2 separate regions of the Mus musculus genome follow, and region 2 is linked to region 1. Evidence: chromatin contacts called from public HiChIP or PLAC-seq data. All regions are on one chromosome and are shown on one strand. Each heading gives the region's core, a stretch centred on a gene start, on an enhancer-like site or on the middle of the called end of the contact. The rest is flanking DNA. Distances are from core to core; before and after follow the strand shown. Region 1 has its middle 26 kb from the start of Gm40228. Region 2 holds the start of Trabd2b (TraB domain containing 2B).

Region 1 (7,114 bases), core at 1,351-3,850:
AGCCATTCTGGCTATGTGACCTTGAACACCTTGAACCTAAGTGTGCATGTATAAAAAGCATGTGAGTTATCTCCCACAGTTTGTGTGGAATAAGAGATGGCCTGGGGTTCACTCCCCTTCAAGCTTTCAATTCACACACACGGATTACATTGAAATCTATTTTCTTTATTTTCTTCTATAAGCTTTTCATGAATTTTTATGCCTCCTATATCTTAACCATACTAAAATCCAATTTAAAAAGCAGCAATTCAACACTCAGCCAACATATCAAGTCATTTTGAATTTCATTTCAAAGTGGTCCGTGAAATGTTCTGAAAAATCTCAGATTCCTAGGGAATAAGCCCATAACCCTCATGAGACCCCAGCTCAATTTTGCCTACAGCCTGTAGCCACACCCTTTCTATCTTTTGAGGCTTGGCTCCAAATTGAATGACAACTGTGGTGTTACCCTGTGTTTACTTTGAGCTCCTTAGGGATACAGGCTAGGGCTGACTCACTATGGAATTTAAAGAAGCATCAATATTCTTTAAATGAACTATGATCTGTTTTTGTGCTCCATCTCTAACCATTTGATCACCTGTGAAATAAGGACTCTGCATTAAGTGAAATTCATTCCCTCCAAAGCGGAGAGCCTTTGCTTCATCTTATCAGGAGACAAAAATGCCTTCTTTCCTCTCCTGAGATCCTTTCCACACAACTCTTCCTCCCTCAGGTGCCTTCCCAGGTTACAAGCATCCCTTTCCATTGCTAGCTAAGTACAGCCTCACACTTCCATGCAGGTAGGAGTTCCTCAGAAGGAACAATGTCCTGTGGTCCACAGCTGGAGGTCTTTAAGGACATTTGAATGGACCATCAGTCCCCCCTTGCGTGCACGCATACACACACACACACACACACACACACACACACACACACACCTTGGCCTTTCAAGCTCCAGGGTGACAAATCTAATCCTAGTCAGATAAGGAAGTTAAATTTTCTTGTGCACATTTGGCAAGGGGAAGACAGGAGGGTGGGGGAAGGCAGGATCTCACCTAGCCACAAAGCCCCTCTTATCTGCAAATTCTTTGAAGTAGGGGAGAGGGGCTCTCAGAGGCTGGGAACCAGGGGGCAGCTTTTTCTTACCACAGTTCCAACATATTTCAGTAGGAGAGACTACCAAGCCCTAGAAAACATTTGTCTCCAAGAGAAAAAAATCAGCCTCCTTCAAACCCCCAGATTGTTCCTGCCCATGAGTACAACATGGAAATAGAGGCTGAACACAATGCTTGCAGACTTCAGACCTGATGTGGAATGTAAGGCCTGTATTTGATGTTAGACTGAGCATAAGGGCCTGATGCACCTGTGAGCTTCCCAAATGTGGGAAATCACAACTTAATTTTCTCTCCCTGCCCAAGCAGCCCATCACAACACTAAACCCTCTGGTAAGTAGACTATGTCATCAACCTCAGAACTAGAACCTCTGCTCCTCCCACTGGCTCTGGTCTTTGTGATGACACAGAACTTCTTCGGCTGTGATTGCTCCAGAACAGCTCTGACAAGAATTAGAGGTGATGTCAAGTGCCCACAAAACTCAGTTCCTAAAGATTAATTTGTTATAGCTATATCATCAACCTGGGCTGCAGGTTGGTGATATGGAGTCCAGGATTATACCAGGTGAGATATGGTGTAGCTTGAACCAATCAGAAGCTAGGGCAGAAGAAATCAAATGGCCACTCAATGCGAGGATGTGGTAGATATTGGAGACCTGATAGAAAGTTGTGCTGGATGCTGGAGATTCAGTGCAAGGTCATGGTAGCTACAGAAGACTGATGGGATGACTGAGGCTGGATGTTGGGAACTGCTTGATGCTCATTCTGCCTGTTGAAATGGGAAAGGCTCACTTGGAGCATATGAGAGCAGGAGCTGCCATGCTAAGCAAGGACTTCTGATCCCTCTCTTGGGCTAAGAGTAGCTAAAAGAACAATGAAAATTCAAAAACAGAAAATAGGAACAGTTTTCCAGCTCCAAGACCTGTGCCTTCTTCTCCCCAGGCAAATGTGTACCTCTTCCCTAGTTCATCTCCAAGGCTGCTCTCAGCCTTGCTAATGAGGTCAGGGGTTGCCCTTGGTTCATTGGAGCCTATCCAACTCTATCCTACATCATCTACAACCTACACTAAATACATAGCTACAAGTGCAGCTGCTTGTCACACCAGTTTATACTGCTTGTGGCTGGTGCAGAGGCTGCATATCTAAATAGTAGGAGCCTGCCAACTATGTATAAATAGTAGAGGTCAGCCTTACTTTAGCCAGGAGACCAGCTTTGCCCTGACTCTGCCAGTGATTTACTTTTTTCTAGGGTAATTTTGAGCCAATCTATTTTTGCCTTCAAGATTTGATTTCACTGTTTAAGAAACACAGAAGAACTCTCAGGCATGATAAGCCCTAAAATCCTTCATGGTGATCAAGAAAGTCCCACTGGGTTTATTTGGTGGGGCTAAATCCCCTTTGGGACCATCAGAACAGACCATTGTCTTATTTCCCCCAGAGCACCTCCATTACTCTCCCTGCCTATCACCAGACTATTTCTGATTTCTGGGAACCAAGTGAAGAATGTGTTCAACTGCTTGGCCAAGTTAAGCCAAAGTCACCTTTGCTATTTAAAACCTCTCCCTACAGAGCAGCCTGTTGATGGAAGAAGTAAATCCCTACTCATTTCTGAGTTCACTTTGCAGTAGCTTAATCCCCCAAGATTAAGGACCCCCACCCCCACCCTTTCCAGCTTCCCCTTTCCTCTAGGTCCTCCCCAGAGGCCACTTTAGGCGGACTTTGGAATGCCTAGTCCCCCACCTCCAATGCCCTGGCTATGTAAGCACCCTCTCTGGGAACACTGGGCTAGCTGTTGTTTCCCAAAACTAATCTCTGTTGATTAGCCCAGTCTTTTCTACAGGGTCTAAGTCCTGCAGTATAGAAAGCTTATGCCATCCAGGTTAAGGACCCTAAGACTCAGGGTAGCCAGAGATGAGCTCAGCCAAGATTTGAGGTGAGAATGGAAGCTAAAACTAGTGGCCACACTTTTGAGTCCTAGGATACCAAGGTGTGAAGGTATGACTAGACCCTTGGAATTGAGTTGACATAAACCACAGTTGCAAAACTAAGAAAATGAGGTTTGGGGGGTTTGTTTGTTTGTTTTGTTTGTTTGTTTTGTTTGTTTTGTTTTTTGTTTGGTTGGTTGGTTGATTTTGTTTTTTTCCAAGACAGGGTTTCCCTGTGTTCCCCTGGCTGTCCTGGAGCTCACTCTGTAGACCAGGCTGGCCTCGAACTCAGAAATCTGCCTGCCTCTGCCTCCCAACTGCTGGGATTAAAGGCATGCACCACCATAGCCTGGCAAAAATGAGGTTTAAAGAAAGCAATATATCTTTCCAACTATCTCATATTTGGGGTAAAGCTTGGACTCAGACCTAGGTTTCAGTTGTTTTTTTACCACCTTCCAGTCCCGAGATTGACCAGTGGCGTATGGAGATAAAATATGCATGCACCGAACAAAACACATAAGACTTACTATGCACTAGGCACTGTTCTAAGAATGTTGTCAATACTGTCTCATTTAAACCTCCCAAAAAAACTAAAGGTAGGTTTTCTTACTCTCAATTTATAAATGAGGTTAAAACTGTGAGAGTTATAAGAAGTCCTTCACTTACCCTGCATTGATTTATTTGACAAAAGAGAAGTGAAGTCAAATTAAATCCAGTGTAGACAGTTGGGGATCTAGGACCCCAGCAGGCAATGGGCAGGCAGTGAGGGAAGCCCGAGAGTATCAAGATCATTCAAAGTTGGGGAGATGGTCCCAAGGACAGCCAACTACACACAGACTCACCCTTCCTGGTCCACATGGTGTGCAGCTCCAGGAAATGCCATCTGCTGTGCCTTCCATGTGAATTGTGCCTGGTGGGATTGGCAGTGCAACAGAGTCCCAGCTTCACCCACACAGGCAACTGCCAGCCAGGTGTGTGTCACAGTCATTTAGTGGGGCTGCTATGTTCCAGAATGAGGAATCCTCAGCCCACAATGGAGGCCTTGCCAGCCCCAGAGGTAATGCTCCCCAGCTGCAGCTGCAGCCCCCACCAGTTCGGCACGACATCACACCAAGGGGAGCCCATGGGTCATATGTCTAGACAGTCAGACTGAGAAGGACGCTCAGCATCTTGGGAGACGTTTCCTGCATTCCTCCCACCTTTGGGAATGGAAACTGAGCTAACAGCGAATTTGTTCTAATTATAAGGAAACAAGGAGAATTGAACAGGAGTTGCTCAAGGCTAATGTCTTCCAAAGCTTTCTCTGGCCCTCTCCCTTTTTTCATCTCCTCAGCAAGAAGTGCCCACTGTGCTAGATCCTGCTGTGCCTTGGGCTGGGGCTCTGCTCCGAAGCACTGCCTGCCTAAAGGAATAATGGACCTACTCTCAGGCCACAATTTTTCAGGTGCCATTCACAAGAATTCTTGGGGAAAGGAGCACAAAGGATCACAGATTCTCCAAAGTCAGGCCTGAATGTTGGCAAGGATTGTGAGCAGAATGCAGGAGGGGTTCTCTGTCCTCTCTTATCTCCATATGGAAGGCCCCTTACTAAGATGTCCTGATCTCTTAAGGACACATCAATGGCCCTTCAACATTTATTCTCTCTACATGTCTCAATAGAGGACTAAACCTGGAGTTAAGGCTGCTCCTTCTCTAAGAAGGTTTTACAAATGGTTCACCCATTATGCTACATCGAGGATGCATGTCTGTCTGTGTATGTGTGGGGGTGGGGAAGTGTACCTGTAAAATGTGCTCATGTATTCTTGCTCTTAATTTTTATTTCAAGAAGTAGTTGGGTATAATGATTGAGAATTAGGACCCTGTAATCAGACATTCACAGTCAAATCCTGACTGAGAACAGGGAGCCTGTAATCAGACATTCCCAGTCCAATCCCCAGCTATCGTTGTATGACCTTAAGCAAACTCCTTAGCCTCAGGCTCACTCATCAGAGCAGTTGACAGTTACAGTAGAAGCTGTGTGGGGTTAATAAAGAGATTCATAAGAATAGCTAAATCTAGTATTTAACCACTAATATCATGAACAGCCACAGTCTGCTGCCAGCCTCAGTGGCTCACAGTTTATAAGATTGAACTCAACTCAGTTGTGTAGATACTTGATTGGGTTTCACTAGGAAAGGAGGATATGAATGTTCGGCTTTTTTATGTATGTATGTATGTATGTATGTATGTATGTATGTATGTATATAAATTTTTAAGTGTATGATTCAGGGGCATTAAGCACTATCCACAATGTTGTTACAGCCATCACTATTATCCATGTTGAGTCCTTTCTCATCCCAAACATAAACCCAACTCCTTAAACAATGGTTCTACATTTACTTTTCTACCCACCCAGTTTCCTGGTAACCACTATTGCATATTCAGGCTCTATAAATGGCATGTTGTAGGTATGTCACAAAACTAGAATCAGTGGGTTTTATTCTTGTGCTTCTGACTTACTTAGCTTGTTGTTTTCAAGCTCCATCCATATGTCTTTCCTCCCTTGTAAGGCTAAGATTCTATTATGTTTACGTCACATTTCTATCTCTTCACTAGTGTGACTCATGCTACCATAAGCATGTGGGTGTATAATCTGTTTTGTGGCTTGTATACTGAAAAATGGAATTTCTGAGTGAAGGTTTGGGGTACCTACAATCCTGCATTTCACAGCACTGCAGTGTGTAGTATTATTGCCATCTTTCAGCACACCATGATTTTTTCTTTTAATTAGGTATTTTCTTCATTTACATTTCCAATGCTACCCCAAAAGTCCCCCCATATGCCCCACCCACTCCCCTACCCACTCACTCCCACTTCTTGGCCCTGGCGTTCCCCTGTACTGAGGCATATAAAGTTTGCAAGACCAGTGGGCCTCTCTTTCCACTGATGGCCGACTAGGCCATCTTCTGATACATATACAGCTAGAGACACGAGCTCCGGGGGTACTGGTTAGTTCATAGTGTTGTTCCACCTATAGGGTTGCAGATCCCTTTGGCTCCTTGGGTACTTCTCTAGCTCCTCCATTGGGGGCCCCATGATCCATCCATTAGCTGACTGTGAGGGCACATGTGATCTTAAAGCAGGGTCAAAGGCTATGAGAAGTATTCTGAGGGCTCTTGGCATGCTACCATGGAGTATCCCTGAAAGCAATGGAGGCAGAAGTACACTGAGACAATCGAGGAGGACGTATACTCAAAGTAGAGACAGTGGATTAGTTCCTTCTTCTGTATTGCTGTAATGAAACATCTTAACCAATCAACTTACAAAAGAAAGTATATAATTAGGCTTATGGTTCCAGAGAATTAGAGTCCATGATTGTGGAGCAAAGGGATGGCAGCAGCAACAGCTCAGAGCTCACTTTTCAAACCTCAAGCAGAAGGCAGAGAGCATACTGGGAATGGCAAACCTCTTAAAACCTAAAAGTTCACCCCCAGTGACTTCCTTCACCCAGGGCCACACTTCCTAATCCTTTTCCAAACAGTTCCACCAACTAGGAAGCACATCAGTCAAACATATGAACCTATGAGGACCATTCTCATTCAAACAACCACAGAGGATCTGGAGGAAACACTGAAGGGGGTATGAAAATTCAGAGTATGCTTCCTAGAAGACGTGGCTACTGCTTTTGTGCATCTTCCAAACAGAACTAAAGTGAAGAGCATGGTGGGGATCTCCTGGAAACCTGGGTCCAACTCCCAATGAGGAAAGGGAAGGCTGTCATTCTAAAAGGCAGAACTGTCTAGAGACAGCTCCCTGTAGCTGGAGGGATGGAAAGAGCGCCGATCTCCTCTTGAAATGGAAAGCCAAAGGGCACGGGAGTGGTGGGGACGTGGTCCTCATGGCCTCCATGAGCCTAAACTCAGTGCAGTCTGCAAGTTTGTGATTTAAAGATTCTGTGCTAGACTGCAGATGAAAGCAAAGATTTCTCTGTACCCTTCCTTCCTTCTTGCCCCCTCCCCCCACCAGTCCAGACAAATTCTGCCCTCACTTCTCTGTATTGGCAAGGACACTGTTCAGCCCCTGCAGGCATGAACTTCATTTCCAAACACTGATTGCAGA
Region 2 (6,787 bases), core at 271-2,770, 35 kb after region 1:
TCCACCTCTTAGCCTGAGGTCCATTGAGCCTGCCTCAGGAACCCTTCCTCTGCCTGCCTTTTCTTGGTCTTCTGCTATGATTGTATTTTAATTGTCTACTTGCATATCTCATCATGTCTGTCAGCTATAGACTTCTGATAATATCACACAATTTATCTTTAACCTCCAATATCAGGATAGAGTCTTAGCAAATCTTGTTTAACAACAGCGGTGTGTGTGTGTGTGTGTGTGTGTGTGTGTGTGTACACCCAGAGAAACAGACAGGAGAATGACTGACTGAATGGAGCTTCCAAGGAATTCTAATTGTTTTATGTTCTTTAGACATGTTTTAATTTAATGTAGTGGGTCTTTGCAGAGTGCCTAGGAACACATGTGGTGGTGTTAGGCACAGCAGCATGACAAAACGTTGTAAGCAAATACCACGTTTTCTGGATCTCCAGTGACCATCTCATTCTCCGATATACCTCGAAGTGCCTACACAAATCCTGTCCTGTTAACTGCTTACTCTCGCCAGGCCTCGCAGATGTGCTCTGAGAAACTGGCCCATGTTCCCAAATTTGTCTCAGCCTGACCATTGGACTTCCACCTTAACCCAAGGTCCACTGAGCCAGACGCCCTCTGGCGGTAGCGCTCAGGAGCTACATCCCGGCGCAGAGCTGGAGAGAGGAGAGGAAAGGAGAGGGAGGAGGGAGGAGGCGCAGGCAGGGGAGGAGAGGAAAAAGTTGCGCTGGGAAGTTTGGAAAGTTGGGAAGTGGCTGCTGCGGGCTTCGCCTCCCTCCGCGCGCGTGCGAGGGAACGAGCGAGAGAGCGAGCGCGGAGCCAGCGAGCGCCTGCCATGCCCGGCAGACCCCGCCTCGCCGCGCCCGGGCGCCGAGCTCGCTCCGACTCCCTGCGGCCCGGCCCGGCCCGGCCCGCCGCGGCCCCGGCCCCCCGCCTCCCGCGCCGGGTCCTCCCCTCCCCCGCCCGGCGGCCCCAGCCCCCCGCCCGGCCCGGCTCCGCGCCGCTCTCCCGCCCTCCTCTCTCCCTCCCTCCCGGCCGCGGAGCAGCATGGCGGAGCCCGGGCAGCGGCCGCGCGGCCGCCCGCCGCCCCTCTGAGCCGGGCTCGGGGGCAGCCCGGCACCTCAGAGCAGACCCCCGCCCCGCCGCGCCCTCTGCCGCACTTGTCCCACTGCGCGCCCCCTGGAGCGCCGCGCACCCCTGGGACCCTTGCGCGCCCCGGGTGCCCAGCATAACCCGAGTTCCCCCGCTCACCCTGGAATCTCAGGACTGCCCCAGGAGCCCCGCGTACCCCTGGACCCTGACGCGGCTCCGGGACCCCCACGCGCTCTAGGACCCCTGCGCGCTCTCAGAATTCCGGGGCTCGGCCAACCCGGCTGCGCGCCCTGGTGAGGGGCCCCGCCCCAGAGGATCCCCCTCTTCCAACAGACCGGAGCCCCGCCCCAGAGAGACCCCCAGGTCCGACAGGGACATCCAGCCACGCCCCAGCGGGCTCCCAGCATCTCGCGCCTGGAGCCCTGTGCTCCAGAAGATCCTCGGTGCCCAGCTGGGGGCTCCCCGCCCTGCTGAGGGGGCGCTGCCCAAGAGGGACCCCCGCGTCCCGCGGGCCCCGGCAGGATGCACGCCGCCCTGGCGGGGCCGCTGCTAGCCGCCCTCCTTGCCACCGCCCGCGCCCGTCCGCAACCCCCCGACGGAGGACAGTGCCGGCCGCCTGGATCGGTGAGCGAGCACCAGCCCTGCCACTCTCCCGCCTGCCTGGACACTCCAGCCTGAGGGGCCAGGGTTTGGGACCAGCCTTCTCCATTCAGCCCACTCGCTCCACCTCCGCCCTCTGGGCACAGCCTGGGCTCCCTTCCCTAGCATCTGTCCTCCCGGACTCCAAGTCTGAGCCCAGCCCAGATGGTTCCTTCTCCACTCGCGGACAGTTTCCCCTAGACTTTTGGTCTTGGTTGGATGGATCCCCTCTCTGTGTCCGCTTCTAACTCTCCTGTCTTTTATCCTACCTTTACCCTTTGGTTGCCTTCTTCTGACTTCATCTTCCCAACACCTAGTACCCTTTTCTACACCCTGACTTCCAACCCTTTTGCTGTTTCATTCACACAGTGCCCCAGGCCAGGCATCCCTCCCTCTCCTTGACCCTTTTTCTGACCTAAGGCTGGATCCTCCAACCCTGGTGCTCATTCTCACTCCTCTCCCTCTGTACCCCAGACCCTACCCAGTACCGATTGTCCCAAATGCCCCTGTTTCCTGAAAAGGGTAAGATATCATAGGAGAGAAACGGAAATGACAGGATGAACTTGCTTGTCTAATATTTTCCTAAGGGCACCAAGTAATTATTGCTTCTCCCAACTTTCCTCTCCAAACCCGGCATCTCTTGATATTTTTTCCTGCAATGCCCTTATCTTCAAATATAGATTAATGCGTTGGCAATCATCCTGAACTAGATGCCAGGAGACGAGAATACTGTTGCAGGATCTTCCTGTGCTACCCTATTAGCAGGGCATAGGTTGGCCTTGGGCAAGGTGCACAGCTAGCAGTCTGCCTTGTGCAAGAAACCAGCTGGATAGCTGGTAGGCACTGTCTATTGTGCATTCACATTTGTAAGGTTTGTTGGTAAACTATGGTTCTGTGTCCACCACCCACAATAAATACTTTTCATTTGTGCCAGAATCAGGGAGGAATATGTTATGAGTTGACCTAAAGTTTGTTAAGTGGTCAGTGGTCACTCCAGGGACTTTTCTAGATGGAAACTGACTTTGCTTGGGAGATAGTCCCCTACTCCTGTTTCTTTCCAAATCCTAATTGATACTGGAAAAAACAACCATAGTGTGTGCCTAGGTCACAGACAAAGACAGACTTGGAAATGGAGAGCTAGGCTCACCTTTTTGGTGGGGGGAGTTTAGAAAGCACCCAGAATATGTATGCTTCCTGGGGTTAATTCTATGAAATCCTCTCCTCCCACACCAGCAACTGAGACTTGCTTTGGCTTTGCAAGATTTTAAAACCCTTTCTCACCTATGGTCTCAGTGAGTGGAGCAAAGTAGCTAACACCCGTGACCTGCCCTCCAAGAAGAAAGCCTTACCCACCCGATGAACGGGAAGGAGCTGCTGAAATAGGTGTGCTATTTTTAATAGGTGTTCTGCTTTCAGAGTACTCTTGGCATGTGTCTTCTAATGGCTGTATTTAAAAGTTATATGACTTCCTCTTTTCTTGCCAGAGCAGGACTCTTGGTCCCCCCCCCCCCACCCTACACATGAAACACCCTGGTGAAGGTTTGGCTTGGCCAAGCATGAATGTTCTCAGGTGGTGTGGCAGCCCTTGGCTTTCACAGTGAAAGCTAGTCATAAAGAGAGCCTCCTTTCGTTGCCCACTTCCTCCGTGCCTGGCACCACTCTGAGGGCTTCAGATATGTATGTTCTGTTTTTCACTCCTACCAATAACTCCCATTCTCACCCCCATTTTGCAGAAGAGGAAACTGAGTCTGGGAAGTAGAATGATATACTACAAATTATCCAACTAAGAAAGGACAAAGCCAGCATTTGAATGTGGAACTTTTAGCTTGGAAAGCCCTTGCCAGCGGGCCTCTGCCTTCTGGCCCCATCTACCCCTGCAATCTCTCAGTGCCAACCCTGGCTCTGCCCTGCTGCCTTTGGCCTCACTGATCTGCCTCTCTTCTTCTCTCTCCATGTAGCAGAGGGACCTGAACTCCTTCCTGTGGACTATTCGGCGCCATCCTCCAGCCTACTTGTTTGGCACCATCCACGTTCCCTATACCCGAGTCTGGGACTTCATCCCTGATAATTCCAAAGCAGCCTTCCAGGCCAGCACTCACGTCTACTTTGAGTTGGATCTGACAGATCCCTATACCATCTCAGCCCTGGCCAGTTGCCAGCTGCTGCCCCATGGGGAGAACCTGCAGGACGTGCTGCCAAGGGAGCTCTACTGGCGCCTGAAGCGCCACCTGGACTATGTGAAGCTGATGATCCCCTCCTGGATGACGCCAGCACAGCGCGGCAAGGGGCTGTATGCTGACTACCTGTTCAATGCCATTGCTGGTAACTGGGAGCGCAAGAGGCCCGTGTGGGTGATGCTCATGGTGAACTCCCTCACGGAGACAGATGTGCGCTCCCGAGGTGTGCCTGTGCTGGACCTCTACCTGGCCCAGCAGGCTGAGAAGATGAAGAAGAGCACAGGGGCTGTGGAGCGGGTTGAGGAGCAGTGCCATCCTCTCAATGGGCTCAACTTCTCCCAGGTAAGAACCGACTTGCCAGCCTAGCTAGCGGTCGGTCCCCAGTGTCTTGGTCTTAGTCTCTGATCTTTGTCATGCTCCAGCAGACAGCCAGAGTCAGGTCCCATCCTCCCTGTCTCTTACCCCAAGCAAAAGTATCTCTCTGGTCCTGAATAGCACTGGGCTGCTCTACTGGGGTCAGGGGAAACTACTACATGCCAGAGTTTGGGTGTTTCTTTCCATTTCAGTGGTTCCCTGTTGGGGATATCCACTCTCCACCTGCTGTGCTTGCCTGAGCAGAAAGAATTTCCCTGGGAGCATCAGAGTGATTCAAAACAGAAGGAGGGAGTTGCCCATTTGCAGCAGTCTTCCCCAGGCCCTGAGGGCTTCAGAGAACAGGGCTGTCCTGAGGCTGCTTGGATACACACCTGTGGGTGTGTTTATAGAGACTACACAGAGGTGCCTAGCCTGTGCTGTCAAGGAAGGTTTTGTGGACTTGGCCTCCACCAGCACTGCTTTGCTGATTAACACTAAGTTCTGCATGGTTCCCTGGGCCTTTGCTAAGCTCTGTGACTCTGGGGCTGCCTCCCTAAGACGGGGGGGGGGGGGGGGGGGAACGGACTTCCAGTCAGCAAGGAGAGTTTGTGGGTTATAATTTCAGAGAAATGTGTTGTCTGAAGTTTGGCAGTTCTGATTTCTGAACCTAGGGAGTAAGGGAGAAAGGAGGGGTTTAAGAAGTTTAAAGTCTCTGGCTGTCAGAGACCTGATTCAGCTAAATTCATTAAAAGCCTGTCCCCATGGGCAGAGGTCATTCACAACTCACTAGTCCCAAACTCAACTCAGAGGCCCTGGGAACAATAAGTTCACATCTGTGCCTAGAGAACGGAGCTGTCAACCCACGATGGGAGCTCCAGGACTTGGGACTCCTACAAGGAGGCCCAGTATAGGTTGATGCTCTAAGCAAAGTGTGGTCTCATGACATGTGTGGTCATCATTAAGGAGAAAGACTCATAAAAAGACTGGACCCCAGACTCTATCCCTGGAATCAGACCCAATTGCTCCAGAGATGTTGCAAGTGCGTCACCAGGGAACTGCTGTTGAAGCCGATCCCCCTTCCGAGATCTCTGGCCTTTGTTTTTCCAGGGGAAATGCAATATTGTCCCCAGGGAGGTAAGAAGCCAGATTGATTTGCCGGCCAAATGAAAGGCTGGTTTGTGAGTTCTCCTGCTGGCTCTCCCATAATTGTGGAGTCCTTACCCAGAGGGCCCGGTGGCAGGAATATTGGGGCAGTTAGTCACGCCCCGCAGGGTTCTGACTATGCCTGCCTCCATCTCCACGGGGAAAATCCTGTGTATTCTCTGCCCCAGCGCCGAGCCCTCTGAACAGAGCGGCACTTTGCTTCTGAAGTGACTTTCCCCTTGCCAGCCTCGTGAGCTGATATTATCTGTGGCAGAGGGGCCCCAGCACTCACCGCCCATCTCATTTTGGAGGCAGTTTTGTGGGAGGCCTCTCTGCCCATAGTCCTCATGTCTAGCCCCCAAAGATATCTATTTTAGGTTTGGGAGGTGAGGGATCCACTATCACTCTCTTTGTACCAACCACAGGGGAACCTGACAAGGGCTGAAGGAAGTATTGGAGCTCTCTGGTTAAACAGTCCCTGGCTTTAATCTGTCTCTCTTAAAACAACAAAACTATCTTTCTTCGGGAGTCTGGAAACACTGCTGTTCAACCAAATGACGGCTCTGGTGGGTTGAAAACATTTGCTGCGAAGTGTGTGAGCGTATGTTTTAAAGTTACTGAGAACCGTTCATCGGCCAGTGAGGAGCCTGCTGACAGTCTCCAAAGCCTATGTTTGAAGATCAAACAGACTCCAGTTTCTGTTGCAAAAACACTCCCACCCCACCACCAGCCTGGGCCCGCTCTTCAAATTGTTGGGTCCAGCCTCTTGAAAGGGATGTAACAAACAAGTCTCAGGCAAAAGAAAACAGGAGTCCACTCCTTTCCTAATCTGCACACCCTTCACCACCTGCCCAAGAGCCTGACGGCACCAATTTGTCCTCATATCATCTTGGAGTGAAGTGATGAAACCCCTCCTTTATCCTCTTGGGCAGCCATGGGTGAACTGGGAAGAGAGGGAATCCAGAGCCTGGGCAGATGGGGTCGGTAGGGATCTCCAACCTGAAAGTCAGAAATGCCACTGCCCTCTCAGTAAAATTGTATGCATGCATGCACAGTGTGATAGGAACATCTGTGATGCGTTATTGGGCTGAAATATCTGTTATGTGCATCAGATTTTTATTTTTTCTTTCCTTGAAGCATTACTGTTATTGCAAAATCGGGGGGTGGGCAGTGAGCAAGGAAGATGGGAGGAAATGCTTCAAAGACAGCTTTTATGCTAAAGCCTGAGATTTCAGGTTTAATTTTATGTATTTTTTTTCAGGGTCAAATTATGCATTTCGCTTACTAAGTAGAGAACAAAGTTTCAATTGGACTTACGGGGCCAGAGAATGGGGGAAGCTTGGGAAGTTGGTAATTGCTTAGCTCGCAGGAAGAGCAAGCAG

The links. HiChIP or PLAC-seq counts read pairs in DNA pulled down with a chosen protein or histone mark.
Region 2: an H3K27ac HiChIP or PLAC-seq map of heart atrium shows a contact between it and region 1, with 7 read pairs. The contact joins the promoter of Trabd2b here to the enhancer-like site in region 1. A contact is called at or near these places in 1 of 15 datasets of contacts at CTCF or cohesin (the NIH/3T3 cell line), 3 of 484 Hi-C or Micro-C datasets (cerebral cortex, cortical neurons and liver), 5 of 115 datasets of contacts at active chromatin or transcription factors (the SCID.adh cell line, embryonic stem cells, fibro-adipogenic progenitors and 2 more) and 3 of 9 other capture datasets (adipose tissue, liver and pancreatic islet).

What each region holds. Positions count from the first base shown.
Region 1 is chr4:114,368,946-114,376,059 of GRCm38.p6, forward strand. No RefSeq gene overlaps it. Among named protein-coding and RNA genes, the nearest start is that of Gm40228, 26 kb to the left of the region's middle. Within about 2 kb of position 2,601, at least 13 of the 459 cell types and tissues checked have an H3K27ac peak or open chromatin away from gene starts, as enhancers often do. A contact at or near this core is called in cerebral cortex and heart atrium, where this site is marked.
Region 2 is chr4:114,405,204-114,411,990 of GRCm38.p6, forward strand. It overlaps Trabd2b (TraB domain containing 2B), which reads left to right and starts at 1,521. Exons shown (of 7, transcript NM_001085549.1): 1 at 1,521-1,716; 2 at 3,690-4,250. The coding sequence starts at 1,615.